Regions from separate parts of the Sus scrofa genome. Here all the other regions are linked to region 1. Evidence: chromatin contacts called from public HiChIP or PLAC-seq data. All regions are on one chromosome and are shown on one strand. Each heading gives the region's core, a stretch centred on a gene start, on an enhancer-like site or on the middle of the called end of the contact. The rest is flanking DNA. Distances are from core to core; before and after follow the strand shown. Region 1 holds the start of AHR (aryl hydrocarbon receptor). Region 2 overlaps LOC110255481 (a long non-coding RNA gene). Region 3 has its middle 170 kb from the start of AGR2.

What was found. HiChIP or PLAC-seq counts read pairs in DNA pulled down with a chosen protein or histone mark.
Region 2: an H3K27ac HiChIP or PLAC-seq map of alveolar macrophages shows a contact between it and region 1. The contact joins the enhancer-like site here to the promoter of AHR in region 1. A contact is called at or near these places in 3 of 5 promoter capture datasets (fetal liver and liver), 11 of 47 Hi-C or Micro-C datasets (adipocytes, alveolar macrophages, embryonic fibroblasts and 5 more) and 2 of 2 datasets of contacts at active chromatin or transcription factors (alveolar macrophages and skeletal muscle).
Region 3: a contact with region 1 is called in an H3K27ac HiChIP or PLAC-seq map of alveolar macrophages, with 4 times the contacts expected there. The contact joins the enhancer-like site here to the promoter of AHR in region 1. A contact is called at or near these places in 1 of 5 promoter capture datasets (liver), 8 of 47 Hi-C or Micro-C datasets (embryonic fibroblasts, fetal skeletal muscle, heart right ventricle and 3 more) and 2 of 2 datasets of contacts at active chromatin or transcription factors (alveolar macrophages and skeletal muscle).

The regions. Positions count from the first base shown.
Region 1 is chr9:86,510,120-86,514,302 of Sscrofa11.1, forward strand. AHR (aryl hydrocarbon receptor) reads left to right here and starts at 1,747. Exons shown (of 11, transcript NM_001303026.1): 1 at 1,747-1,922. The coding sequence starts at 1,858.
Region 2 is chr9:86,837,070-86,841,252 of Sscrofa11.1, forward strand. All of the region lies in intron 1 of LOC110255481 (a long non-coding RNA gene), which reads right to left. Among named protein-coding and RNA genes, the nearest start is that of SNX13, 250 kb to the right of the region's middle. Within about 2 kb of position 2,437, at least 18 of the 83 cell types and tissues checked have an H3K27ac peak or open chromatin away from gene starts, as enhancers often do. A contact at or near this core is called in alveolar macrophages, embryonic fibroblasts, omental adipose tissue and 1 more, where this site is marked.
Region 3 is chr9:86,220,529-86,224,711 of Sscrofa11.1, forward strand. No RefSeq gene overlaps it. Among named protein-coding and RNA genes, the nearest start is that of AGR2, 170 kb to the left of the region's middle. Within about 2 kb of position 2,238, at least 7 of the 83 cell types and tissues checked have an H3K27ac peak or open chromatin away from gene starts, as enhancers often do. A contact at or near this core is called in alveolar macrophages, where this site is marked.

The DNA.
Region 1 (4,183 bases), core at 497-2,996:
GCACAAAATTTAATAGTATTTGCTGGAATATTTAGATATAAGTGGAAAGAGAGTTGAAGATGTTTCATAGGTGGATTAGAGAAAATTTTCAGCTAAAGAAAACAATGAGTTCAATTTATCAACATTGTGAATCTGAGGTAAAACTCACCAGGTGGAAATGGCTTGATGACGTTTGAAAATGTAGGAATGGATATGGTGTGAGATGTCATCTGGATGTCCCAGTCTGGATGCCTTTCTGCTCCTGACAAGCAAATGTACTCCTCTCACTGTGCTCCCTACTCTGGTTAACAGCGCAGAAGGAGTCAGAAATCTTGGGGTCATTTATGATCGCTCTCTCTCTCCATGTATTTCCTTATTGTCCATCTTTTCTTCCTTTTCTCCATCCCATTGTCACTTCCCTGGATTTTACCTGGACTATTTCAACTCCCTTACTACTCTCCCTGCATCCAATCTTTCTCTCCTGTAATCCAGTTTGCACTTTCCTTCCAGAGTGACTTTTGTGAGACACCGGAATGTTGCTTTTCTGCTATGCATCTTTAAAAGGCTTCCATTGACTACAGAATAAAACCTGGACTCTTGACCAAGACTTTATGATTTGATCCTAGAATTCTTGAATCTCATTTCCAGTTTTCTCTCCAACCATACCAGACTACTTATCCTTAAATGTCTCCTGCAGCTCTTCTTCCTTTCCACCTTATTGAAATCTCAGTATAGAGTAACAAAGTTATTCTGGCTGGGCAAAAGATATTATACTGTTTATTGTGGAGACAAAAAACAAACCAAAACAAGAAGACAAGAAAACGCCTTGCCTTCAGGTTGAACTCAGATGTGGCCTCCTGAAGCTTTCTCTAGGAATATTTATAGTTCCACTGGTTATCTGCCAGCTGACAGTAATTCTTAGCCAAAAATTGAGTTACTGTCTCTTTTATAGGTAAGGTTAAGTTCACTATTTAGCACATCTGTCCTTGAGATTGTCTAGTTACAAACAGTTTGGCTACAAGTAATTTGTTGTCAAGTATCTTTCTGAGTATCTTTCTGGGTTGGAAGTGTGTCCACATAGCCCTTACCTTGACCTCAATAAGATGGCTACTGGGGGGTGTCATTACGTCTTACGTCATCACGTGTCGGGAAGGTGGTTACTAAGAGAATGTAATGAGGGCGGGGCCAAGTAGGACGGGGCGGGGCTATGAGGAGCTGGGCGGGGCTGGAGAGGGGTCGGGGGCTCTTCTGCTATTCAGCCGGTGCGAGCAGCGGCGGGAGGCAGCGCAAGGCGAGGCCACTCGACGCTAGGTGCCGAGAGCGTGTCCGCGACCACCGGCTCGGACAAGAGGCAGCCGCGTAGCCAAGCGGAAGCTGGTGGTACCGGGAGCGGAGGCCGGAGCCCAAGCTCCCAGGCGGGAAGCACCCAGGATCGGGGAAGCCCCGGGAGCAGCGCGGCGGCGCCTCCCTGACCCAAGGGGCCGCAGCGACGGTCACGGGGCGCGGCGCCACAGCGCGCGACCCAGGCCGGGATTCCAAACAGGCAGCAGAGGCTCCTCCTCCATTCAGGCCGCCTCACCTGCGGGCAGCGCCGCGCCCCCTCCGCTGGTATAGACGGCACCTGCGCCGCCTGGGTCACCGGTCTCCGCCCCTCGCCCCCCGGCGCCAGGCCCCGGCGGCGCACCTGGACGCGCGGAGCTGCGAGACCCAAGGCTCAGGCCGGGTGCGGCGTCTTTGCCACCGCCCAGGGAGCGCGCAGGTGGAGCGGGCGCGGCTGTGTGCAACCGGGCCCCGGCCGCTGCCGCCGTCCGGGTCGCCGCCGGGTCTCGAAGACCGGGCTGTCTGCGCTCGGGGAGGAGCCGCCGCCAGCCAGGCACCATGAACAGCAGCAGCGCCAACATCACCTACGCCAGTCGCAAGCGGCGGAAGCCCGTGCAGAAAACGTGAGTGTCCGGAGTGCAATCTCGAGGCGGGGTGGGCGCTCTGGTGCGCGGGTGTGGGAGGCGGCCCCACCCCGCCCCCAAATCCCCGCGGTCAGGGGATTAGGTCCCTTCTAGGCGCAGTCGGTGGAATCGAGATTTGGAGGCGGGTCGAAAGACCCGGGCTTTGGATTTTTCCGTGTTTAATTATTGCATTCAAAAAATTGTACCGCTCTCCAGCGCACACCCACCCTCTCACACCCCACTCGTTTGCTGCACTGTTCACTGTGCTGTGGTTCTATTATGTTGACAGCTCTGGTCTGCCTTGTGGGGTTGGTGGATTAGTTAACCTAAGCTTGTCTTGAAATCCCCTTTCACATTTAATATCCTCCTCGCTTAGGTTAGAGGACGGTCACCATTCTCACTCCTGGTAGGGCGAGATGCTTTAAAGAGCTAAACACGTGCTTTCTGCAAGAAGGGGGCCGAGTGCCTCTGAAGGTATTTTTTGGTCCAGTGCAGCGGGCTTTCTGTTGCACTCTTATTTACTTATTTGGCAGTAAATTTGTATTGCTCAGCGTGAACATATCGGTAAAATGTGTAGAGATGGTAGCAGGTTTGAGAGAGTAGTAGACAGGATACAGGAGCGGATTTGTATTTTCAGCCACCTTTTGGGGGAGCTTTCTTATAACTTTGGAGGTGGTTTTAGGGTCTGTAAAGTAAAAGATTTGAAGCTGGAATCGTTGAAACAGACGTTTTCATTCTTAGCATCTTTCTGTAATTCCCTTTCCCCTCCACTTCCAAGTTTTGTCAATTCTGATAGATTACAAACTTGGACTTTTTGTTTGTTTTGGTGGTATATTTGTGTGAGATGGCAAATTCTTTAAAGTAATTGTTGTCAGGAAAAAGAAAAATCTGTGCTCGAGACAGATTTACTTTTGTGAGTTGGCAGTATTCATGTGTTTATTTCTCATTATTATCCCTGAGTTATTTTACTTCACATTTTTCAAAATTTCAGAGACAATTTTAAGAACACACTCATTAAACGTTTACTCAAAACAAATCAGAAGTGTGCATTTGGCTTAAAACTTAATTTAGGTCACTAGTCCAAACCAGAAAAATAATAGATTATGTTTAGTATTCAAGACCAATTTAAAAGTTTCATTATTCTGGAGTTTTAATTTCCTTTTAGAATCTCAGTGATTATAGTCCTTCAGATATAGACTTGGCATTAACAAAGGATATTTATCTATAAATAGACTGATTAAAATTTGGAAGTCTTATTCTACATGTGGCTGACATTAGGATTACTGCTGAGTCAGCAGTTTTCTATCTTAGTTCTGTTGACATTGGTTTACAGTACTTGCCCTTTATAGAGTGGTTTCTTATGTAAAAATTTGTCTAATTTGAGTTAGACAAATTGTCCTTGATGGTTATTTAAAATTGAGAGGCACCACAAACACTTCATCTATGTATTTATTAATATAGTAGTACACTTGGCATAATATATAATAGAAATGTCATGGGTTTTACATACATGAACAGAAAACCTGAATATCTCCCTGATGGATTTTTAAGTTATTGCATTTCAACCAGTGTTACAAAAGGATCCAGATGACTTTTTAAAAAAACAACAACCAAGTGTTTTAATTTTGTTTTCATTGTCAATTTTAACATTTTTTGACTTTTCATTAACATCGTATTGAAGAATTTCCCTTTAAGCATATTACTGTACATTTTCTTTCATATATGTAAGATGCACCTTTTATTATTTTATCTTAACATTTTAATATATTTTCTAAGACTTCAGTACATTTGCATTTAATAATCTTATGTAATATAGTACAAGCGAAGCATTTCCACATTCACCCTTGTTTTATTTTAGTGTAAATGTTTATCAGATCTTTTTTGAGCATCATGCATTGCCTCTAATCATATAAATGCATTAAAATTTCACTACATTGCTCCATAAGAAAAGCCTAGTGCTAACATTTACAGAATCACATGAAATTGTTTATATAGTTTTTACTTTAGTGAAAAATGGTTAACTTAAAATGCACTTAATCAAAGTTCAATTTAAGAAGGGAGCCGTAAATCCAATATCAATGAGGTTTTTTAGATAAATTACTAGTTTGTAGCTAATAGGCTCTATAGTATGTTGCCACATTGTCAGAAAATTTCATCTTGTTTGAGCTGAAAATGTTATTGAGATTTAACTTTGACCCCTTAAATGAGCCATTGTGTTTTACTTAAAGAGAAAGTATGTTGTAGCATGATTATACAAGTGT
Region 2 (4,183 bases), core at 1,187-3,686, 330 kb after region 1:
ATCACCAAGTCATGACAGGAACTCCCAAGTTTGCCATCTTTTAAGAGCATGCTCCAAGCCACCATAAAACAGTAACAACCGTAGTATCACAGATCACTGACCACAGATCACCATAACAAGTAAAATTATAGTGAAAATGCTTGAAATATCACAAACATTACCAAATGTGACACAGAGACACAAAGTGTGAAAATGCTCTTGGGAAAATGGCATCAATGAACTTATCACAGAATTGCCACAAACATTTAATTTGTAAATATTACAATATCTGTAATGCACAATAAATCGAAGCACCATAAAATGAGGTTGACCTGTATCACAGATCTCTCTAATAAAATATCCTCAGTTTTATCTGTAGAATCAAAACCAGCTTTATCTTAACTAGACTTTGTGATTCTCTTTGCCAACAAAACAGTGTGACAAGCACCCTCAAGATGAACAGATATCCAAAAAGAAATTAAACAGCTTTAAAAGACTTCAGATAGCTTATCTCAGTCCTCAGGCTCCGTGATATCTCATAGCATTCAGTGTTGTCAGCCACATCTCCTCCTTCATAACATTTTTATCTCCTAAGTCTTCTGGACACATCCACTTGAATACAGCATCAGTTAAAACCCATAATTTCAGTAGCCAACTTTTCCTCCCCCAGAAGTTGGTTCTTCCACCCTACCTTCTTGACTTTCAGTGTGTGTGAGTGTATTCACCCAGCAGGTTGCCTACTGTGAAAAATCTGTCCCTGGGAGAAGTTGGGCATCATGAAAGAGAGGTTTCAGCAAGGAGTGACCCACAGCACCTTCCCGCCGCCAAGGGATCAAGCGGTCTCAAATCTTCTCCATCCTCTCCCTTCAGCTTAATCCAAAACTGGCCCAGAGAATTACATTTCTAGCGCCCAGTCTCCTTTCTTGGTGATTTGTTACTGTCCTGAAGACTTAAGTTTCTTGAAGCCAAGAATAATTAAACTTGGTAATTCCAATTATAGTGAGGAAAAATCTCCAATGTAATTAACCCAGAGTTTTAATAATGCTATACATAATTATTCTAATAATGTTATCCACAGTCATAAGCAAATTAGAGTTTCAAAACACCATTTTTACCTCATTCTATATTATACATAGCTATAGATGATATTATAATATGTACACCTACTTATATGCAATTACTCATTAATCAAAGATTTATTGAGCAACCTTTATGCTCAAGTTGCTTAGAAAAAAGTGACTACTGTGCTAAGTGCTTTACCTCAATATTTTTATTTAGTCCCTCACAATAATACTGTAGGCAGGTACTATTACAGATGAGCAAAGACAGGCTCTAGAGGTGCTGAGTGCCTTATCAAAGCCCATAAGAGGGCAAAGGGTTCAAACCCAAGTGTTTCAAACCTGGAATGCAAGCTGTGAACTAGCACCGTTTCTTGTATCCAAAATGCTACAGGAGCAAAGAGACAAGGAGAACACTGTGGGTGGGGGAGGAAGCAGGGTTCTTCTTAACCCACAGCCAGGAGTAGGTTTACACAGAAAAGGGAAGCTGACTGAGTCCCGAGAGCCTCAGGAATAAGAGGAAGGAGGGAGCAGGCAGCAGGGACCCTGCAAAGTCAGAGCCAGGCCCTAGGCATGACTCTATGTCTCAGCTCAAGCAGCTCAATCGGGGCAGTGGGCATGTGAGGACACCCATGCCACCCTCCACAGCTCTGTTAGGTTCGTCAATGGCTTAGACATTCTTTATCTGGGTCGTCATTTCCATTTCTCACTACACTATGAGTCAGTGCTTCCCAACACGGCTCTTTTGAAAAGGCAGTGCACGTCACACCCATCTTACACTGGTCAGCAGTGATGCTGAATTGAGGAACAACTAAGGACAGTTATGCAACCAAAACTTCCAGTTCTCTGGGACTGATAGCTGCGTTATGAAACTGATCTTAGAGGAAAAAAAAAAATAGGCATTATGAGAATATTCAAAAGGGCATGATGAATACCTGGTAACGTGTGTACTTTTTAAAAATTGGAGTAGAGTTGACTCACAATGTTGCGTTAATTTCAGGTGTACAGCAAAGTGAATCAGTTATACATATATCCATTCTTTTTCAGAGTCTTTTCCTGTAAAGGTTATTATAGAATATTGAGTAGAATTCCCTGTGCTACACAGTAGATCCTTGTCAGTTATCTATTTTACACATAGTAGTGTATATATGTTAATCCCAAACTCCTAATTTGTACTTCTTATAAACACTTTTTGCTAACATACTAGATCTTATAAAATGTGCCCCAAGTTCTTTGTCAATTAGTCTTTCATAGAATTTTTTTAAGGCCTACCATGCACCTGGCACTGCTCTGGGCACTAGGGATATAGCTTTGAACACAGCACACACACACACACACACACACACACACACACACACACACACACACACACACACACACACACAGTATCTGACTTCAGAAAGCTTACGTACATACAAATACACCTGGAGAGAAGCACAAGGTTTACCTTGATAAGGACCTAGTCCTCGCAACTAGTTACTCAGAGTGGTAAAGAGGGGGAAAAAAAATGCCATTTCAGTTATCAAAGAGTTTCAAAATGAGTTGGTAATTGGATGAAATTATTTTCAAGTTTTCATATTGTTTTTTTACAAAAATAATAGTTTTCTGTTTAAATGAGGTCAAGCAATATAAAAAGTCACATAGAAAGAAGGCAATAAATCAACCATATCCTGCTTCCCAGATTAGCCTATACTATCTTTACTGAACACAATCCAGACACTTCTGGTAGCTTTAGAGACAGGCAGAGAGAAAAAGAAAATGTTGTATTATTAGGATCACACTCGATGTGTAATTTTTTAAATATTTTCTTTAAAAATTATACTTGAATTAAAAGAAAAAAAAGGAGTTCCCTTCGTGGCTTAGTGGTTAATGAACCTGACTAGAATCCATGAGGATACAGGTTCGATCCCTGGCCTTGCTCAGTGGGTTAAGGATCTGGCATTGCCATGAGCTGTGGTGTGGGTCACAGACACAGCCTGGATGCCATGTTGCTGTGGCTGTGGTGTATGCTGGCAGCTGTATCTCCCTTCAATCCCTAGCCTGGAAACTTCCATATGCCACAACTGTGGCCCTAAAAAGCAAAAAATAAAAAATAAAAATAAAATAAGAAACAGAAATTGGAGAAAAACTGAATGGAATTGTTGAACTTTGAATAAACATTCTCAACAAACAGTAACACAGAGATTCACCAAAGGGAGAACTAGAAATCCCAATGCAGAGGGAGGGGTGGGGTGGGGGCAGGGGAAGGGCAGGCAAGGACACAAGTCCATTTGCAAAGTAACCTCAGTTCTCAGGACCAGCACAGGCTTGAGTTGGATTCCAATACTTTCAAATCTGGATTTTTCTGTAAAACTTGACCCAGAAACATAGGATATTGTGTGAAACATGTTTTTTTTTTTTAAAGACCTATTATAAGAGTCTAAAAAAGCATATTAAAAAACTGCTGCCCCTTGCCTTACACTTCTAACTCATCTCAATATCCAAACCAAGTGCTTTTATTGCTTTTTGTTTTTCAAGTATTTATCTCTGTGTTTCTAAAAACTGTGCTTATGATGGTATTAGATTTATCAATTTTAAGTATAATATATTCAGTTCTTATTTTGAAAGATAACTACTATCCTTACCTCCTTCCACCTCTGTTATTTTTCTTTAAATTACTGTGAGTGTATAAACTGCTGCTAAACCAAGTGGTGAATACATTAAAGAAGGTGAGTCCTTCCTTAATGTACCACTTTTATTTTTCTAGAAAGTAACATTTCTCCAATTTTTATTATTTATTTAGCTTCATTTCTATGTCACTGTAGCTATACCCTCACTTTCAAACAGCCTCTCAAAATAATCCTCCACACGGTCAAATATATCAGCTAGTCTACTGATCCCATTTTTTCCACCTGGAGATTTCCACCCTAAAGCCCTCATTTTGCTACAATGTACAGTTTTTTTGTAGACATGTTTCCTAAAGCCTCCATGATATTCTTGTGATGTAAGGAAAGGAAGAATGATACGTTAAGAATTATTACATAAATATTTTATTTTATTTTATTGTCTTTTTGCCACTTCTTGGGCCACTCCCGAGGCATATGGGAGGTTCCCAGGCTAGGGGTCCAATCGGAGCTGTAGCCACCAGCCTACACCAGAGCCACAGC
Region 3 (4,183 bases), core at 988-3,487, 290 kb before region 1:
TCATGATTCCAAATACTTATCTTTTATGCTGAGGAGCTGGTTTACCATATTCAGCGATAGGGGAGGTCATTGTCCAGATGGATGTCAAATGGGAATTGGCAAGTTTCCTTAATGGTATACAGGTGTCTCAAATTAATTAGCCACAGATTGATCACTTTGATGAATAATTCTAGTTTTGAATTGGACTTCTCATAAATAAAATCTAATTTTCAGGAGGAACTTATATACCCTGTTTGATGAGGTCTCTCTCGCTCTCTATTTTATAGCTGCATCTCTGGGGCATATGGTGGAGTCACCTTTGGGATACATAATCATTAGCAGATCTGTGAATGTAAATGCAGGCCACTTTATTTTAGGCTTATATTTTGATTTGTTCAGTCTTTTTTTTTTTGGATGGGGGGTGGCTACACCAGAGTCATATGGAGGTTCCCAGGCTGGGGGTCGAATTGGAGCTGTAGTCGTTGGCCTTCACCATAGCCATGCCAGATACAAGCCATGTCTGCTCACAGCAATGCCAGATCCTTAACCCTCTGAGCAAGACCAGGGATTGAACTCCCAACCTCATTGTTCCTAGTCGGATTCACTTCTGCTCCACCACGATGGGAACTCCTTTATTCAGTCTTAAAAATAAGTCCTGGTTCACATAATGCAGATCTAGAAGAAATTAGGATAGTATAAATCAAAATAGAAATTGAGGCAATACATTCAGTCATAAAGCTGAATATATTTTATGCTTTTAAATAATATTTGACTTCCACAGGAATCTCTTCTAATATACATTAAACTTATTTGTGTCAAGTAAATACGCCTGCGTGTTTGCTTGTGTGTAAGTTTAATATGGTAAAAATGAAAACCTGAATGACAGAGAAAACAAGAATGGGAACACTGCACACATGGCAAACTACTAACGATTTTAAAAGAGAAGGATTTCTCACAAGCCACAGCCAAAGTGAGGCTGTGGGTTGGTTTCTAGCAAAGTTACAAGAAAATGGGAAGAACAATACATTGTTGCAATATCTTTCATATAAAGTTACTTTCAATGACTTTTGTTACTGGATGAAATGTAAATGCTCAGGTTTAGTTTTTATAGCCTTTAGCTTAGGCTGCCAAATGGTAAAGAAACAGGAAGAAACAGTAGGTAAAAAATACTTCTGGGTGAAGTGATGGGTCTGGGGACCAGATACACAGCTCACTATCCTAAAAAGTCACTTATCATGTGGCAGTCCTCCCATAAACTCCCTGGTAATTCAGCAAATTATCTCTTAAGGAGCATTTGTTTTTAATCTACTAAGTTTGAATTACAAAGGAGAATCAGATCATATTTTGGTTAACCTTGATGTTAACCATGATAAAGATATTACATACTTATGTCTGAAAGATTTTTTTTTTTTTAAACTGGGAGTTCCTGTCATGGCTCAGAGGTTAATGAATCTGATTAGTATCCATGAGGATGTGGGTTCGACCCCTGGCCTTGCTCAGCGGGTTAAGGATCCGGTTTTGGCGTGAGCTGTGGTGTAGTTCACAGACATGGCTCAGATTCTGAGTTGCTGTGGATACTGCCTTGCTAATTCTTGTGTAGATATTAAGTACTTAACTTTTGTCTTACTATTTACTTTCTAATTTGCTTGAATGCAGAGGCCCTATATTTTTCTTTTTTTATGTTTTCCCTCTCTTTGTCCACTGCAAATTTGAGAGTGGATGTTTGATAAATACTCTGTTGTCTTGGAATCAAGTGAAAGTATTTCAAACTGGTTATATCCTGGTCTTCTCTCTTCCTCACAAACTTCAGTATAGCCCCTTTAATAGTTCAGAAAAATAAGATGGGATATAATTGCTTGTGAAGGCCCACACAAGAAGTTAGGTATGAAACTAAAACTGGACCTCAGACTTTCAAACTCATAATCCCAGACTCAAAACAAAAGGCCATAGAGCCTTCATCAATATAATTCAATTAAGAAGAGCATTCAGAAAAGTACAGCTGCTCTTGTCCTGAAGGAAAGCTTGTGACTGTGTATTCTTTGTAGAAAGTTAAGACCATGGATATCATTAAAATGTCCCAGTCCCCAGAGTGCTGGTGAGCCCAGCAGTGTAAACAGTCTTGAAAAGGAACATACACTTCTGGTCCGGGAGAGAAATCCCATCTGGTCTACCTTGCATGGGAGACTCTGGCTATATCATAGTGGTTGGTGGTTTTGTTGTGTGGGGACAGCTGAGGGTCATTTCCTCATCTTTATTCCCAGAAAAGATGGGCACTCCCTTTGCCTTGTTGAAAGGCTATGTGTGTGAGAAGGCAGCGAGCCTGTTTACCCAGTGGGCTGGGAGCCAGTCCAGTGCCGCCTACCTTTCCAGGTCCTTCCCCTGTGTGTGTTTCCCATTTCCCAGGCTCTGAGATGGGCAGATAAGAAAAGCTGCCAATCAGGATGCCAGTGCTTCAAAGGGCTCCTTCACAGGTGTGTACAAAACTCATTTGTTCGCCCCTGGGATAGAGATGCCAGTGGCTTCCAGGCAGATGCTGAATCGGGGTTTGTTTTCCTTTGATTTCTCCCTGCACCAGTTGGCTGATGGAGAGGCCTTTCTTTTCCTCCTGTGGCTTTGTGGGGGTGAGGATGACTGTAACACAAGTGCCTTTCTGGCCTTTGCTGGCCTCCACTTTTAAAGGGACAAATAAGGTTGTCTCTGCTTCTGGAGTTAATTAAAATGCAGAATTTCTCCAAAAAAAGAGATTTTATTGGTGATGAATAACCACCATATACTGGACTGTTGGCTTCAGGCACAAACAGGACAGGTAGCTGGTGAAACGGAGTGGTCTGATTTTTGTATGTCATAAAGGTATTTTATCAGTGTTCCTCACAAGCAGAAATTGTCCCTTAAACATCCCACCTAGAGGCTAATATCCTGGTTAGAATACCTGAGATTTTACTTTTAGTCTTCATTCCTTTGGCAAAAGGTCACTTTTGAAATTCCAACATTTCTGGTAGGAGTGTTTAGCTGGCACCAGTTATTTGATGCTGGTGTGAATATATTTCAGATCTCTTTCAGAGTATATGTTTTGAGGAAAATTTTGGTGGAATTGATTTCAGGGAGGCAGCACTGAGTGATGGCTTGAAGCGAGATCTTAATTTTCTGCTTAGGAATTGAACCTGGGAAGCCTGAGTGAAAACCAGAAATCCTAGCCACTAGACTAGCTAGAGGCTAAAAAGCAGAATTTCCCCCATTCTTGCTCTCTGTTTAAAGCAAAAACTGTAAAAACAGACAAAGGTGTATTGTTAGAAACACAGTACAACATGTGGGAGAGCACAGAAATATGGAGAAATAATCTCTTTATCTAAGGCAGAAGCAAAGCAGTAATACACACCCAAAGGAGCACAGGTGTGGGCATTCCCCTGAATGAGGATTGTGCCAGAAAGATGACTTAAATCACTTATATAGGACAGTTCTTCTGGGTCCTTTTTTTCCCTTTAGCCAATTATCTTGCCTTATCCTTCATACCTGACCAGACTGAAGACCCTCTCCTATATGCAAGCACATCTTTTTGTCAAGATGGATTCCAGAGCAAAGTGTTCTAGGATGTTATTGGGACTTCTTATGGCCTGGTGCCCCCTCCCTTTTTGAGCCCTATGAGGTTCTGCACATGTGTAATTGGGGAGTTCTTCTTGACCCCACTTAATGGAAATGGTCATCTTATCTTTCAATCCCAGCAGAGCTCAGCTCCTGCCATAATTTTCTTTAAAGAGAAGCAAGGCCCAATTTACTCAGCCTGACAAGTCCCAGCTATTCTCAGCCCAGGGGCCTGTCTTTCTCCTGCCTCAGAATCAGAAAGAGTAAGGGACATGTAGATGAAAAGAAAATGAATGTGAAGTCAGGAAAGAAAGATGATGGATTTGGAGACTTCTATGTGAGGCCATTAGTAAGGTGAGACAAGTGAGGCTCAAAGTTATGTTACATACTTTTCAAATAAAACTGCTGTATCCTAATACTGACTTTATTGGAAAATGACATAAATGGGTTTGGGGGGAAAAATGCCACAGGTACGGCCCTAAAAAGAAGAAGAAAAAGGATTTGGAATCATAACTTGGTGTAAGGAAACACCAATGTTTTAAATTCTCATTGAAACAACTTCAAATTTCTCTAAATGTACTTTTGACAGCAGGATGAATGGTTGGCCAACATCTAATGAATATAC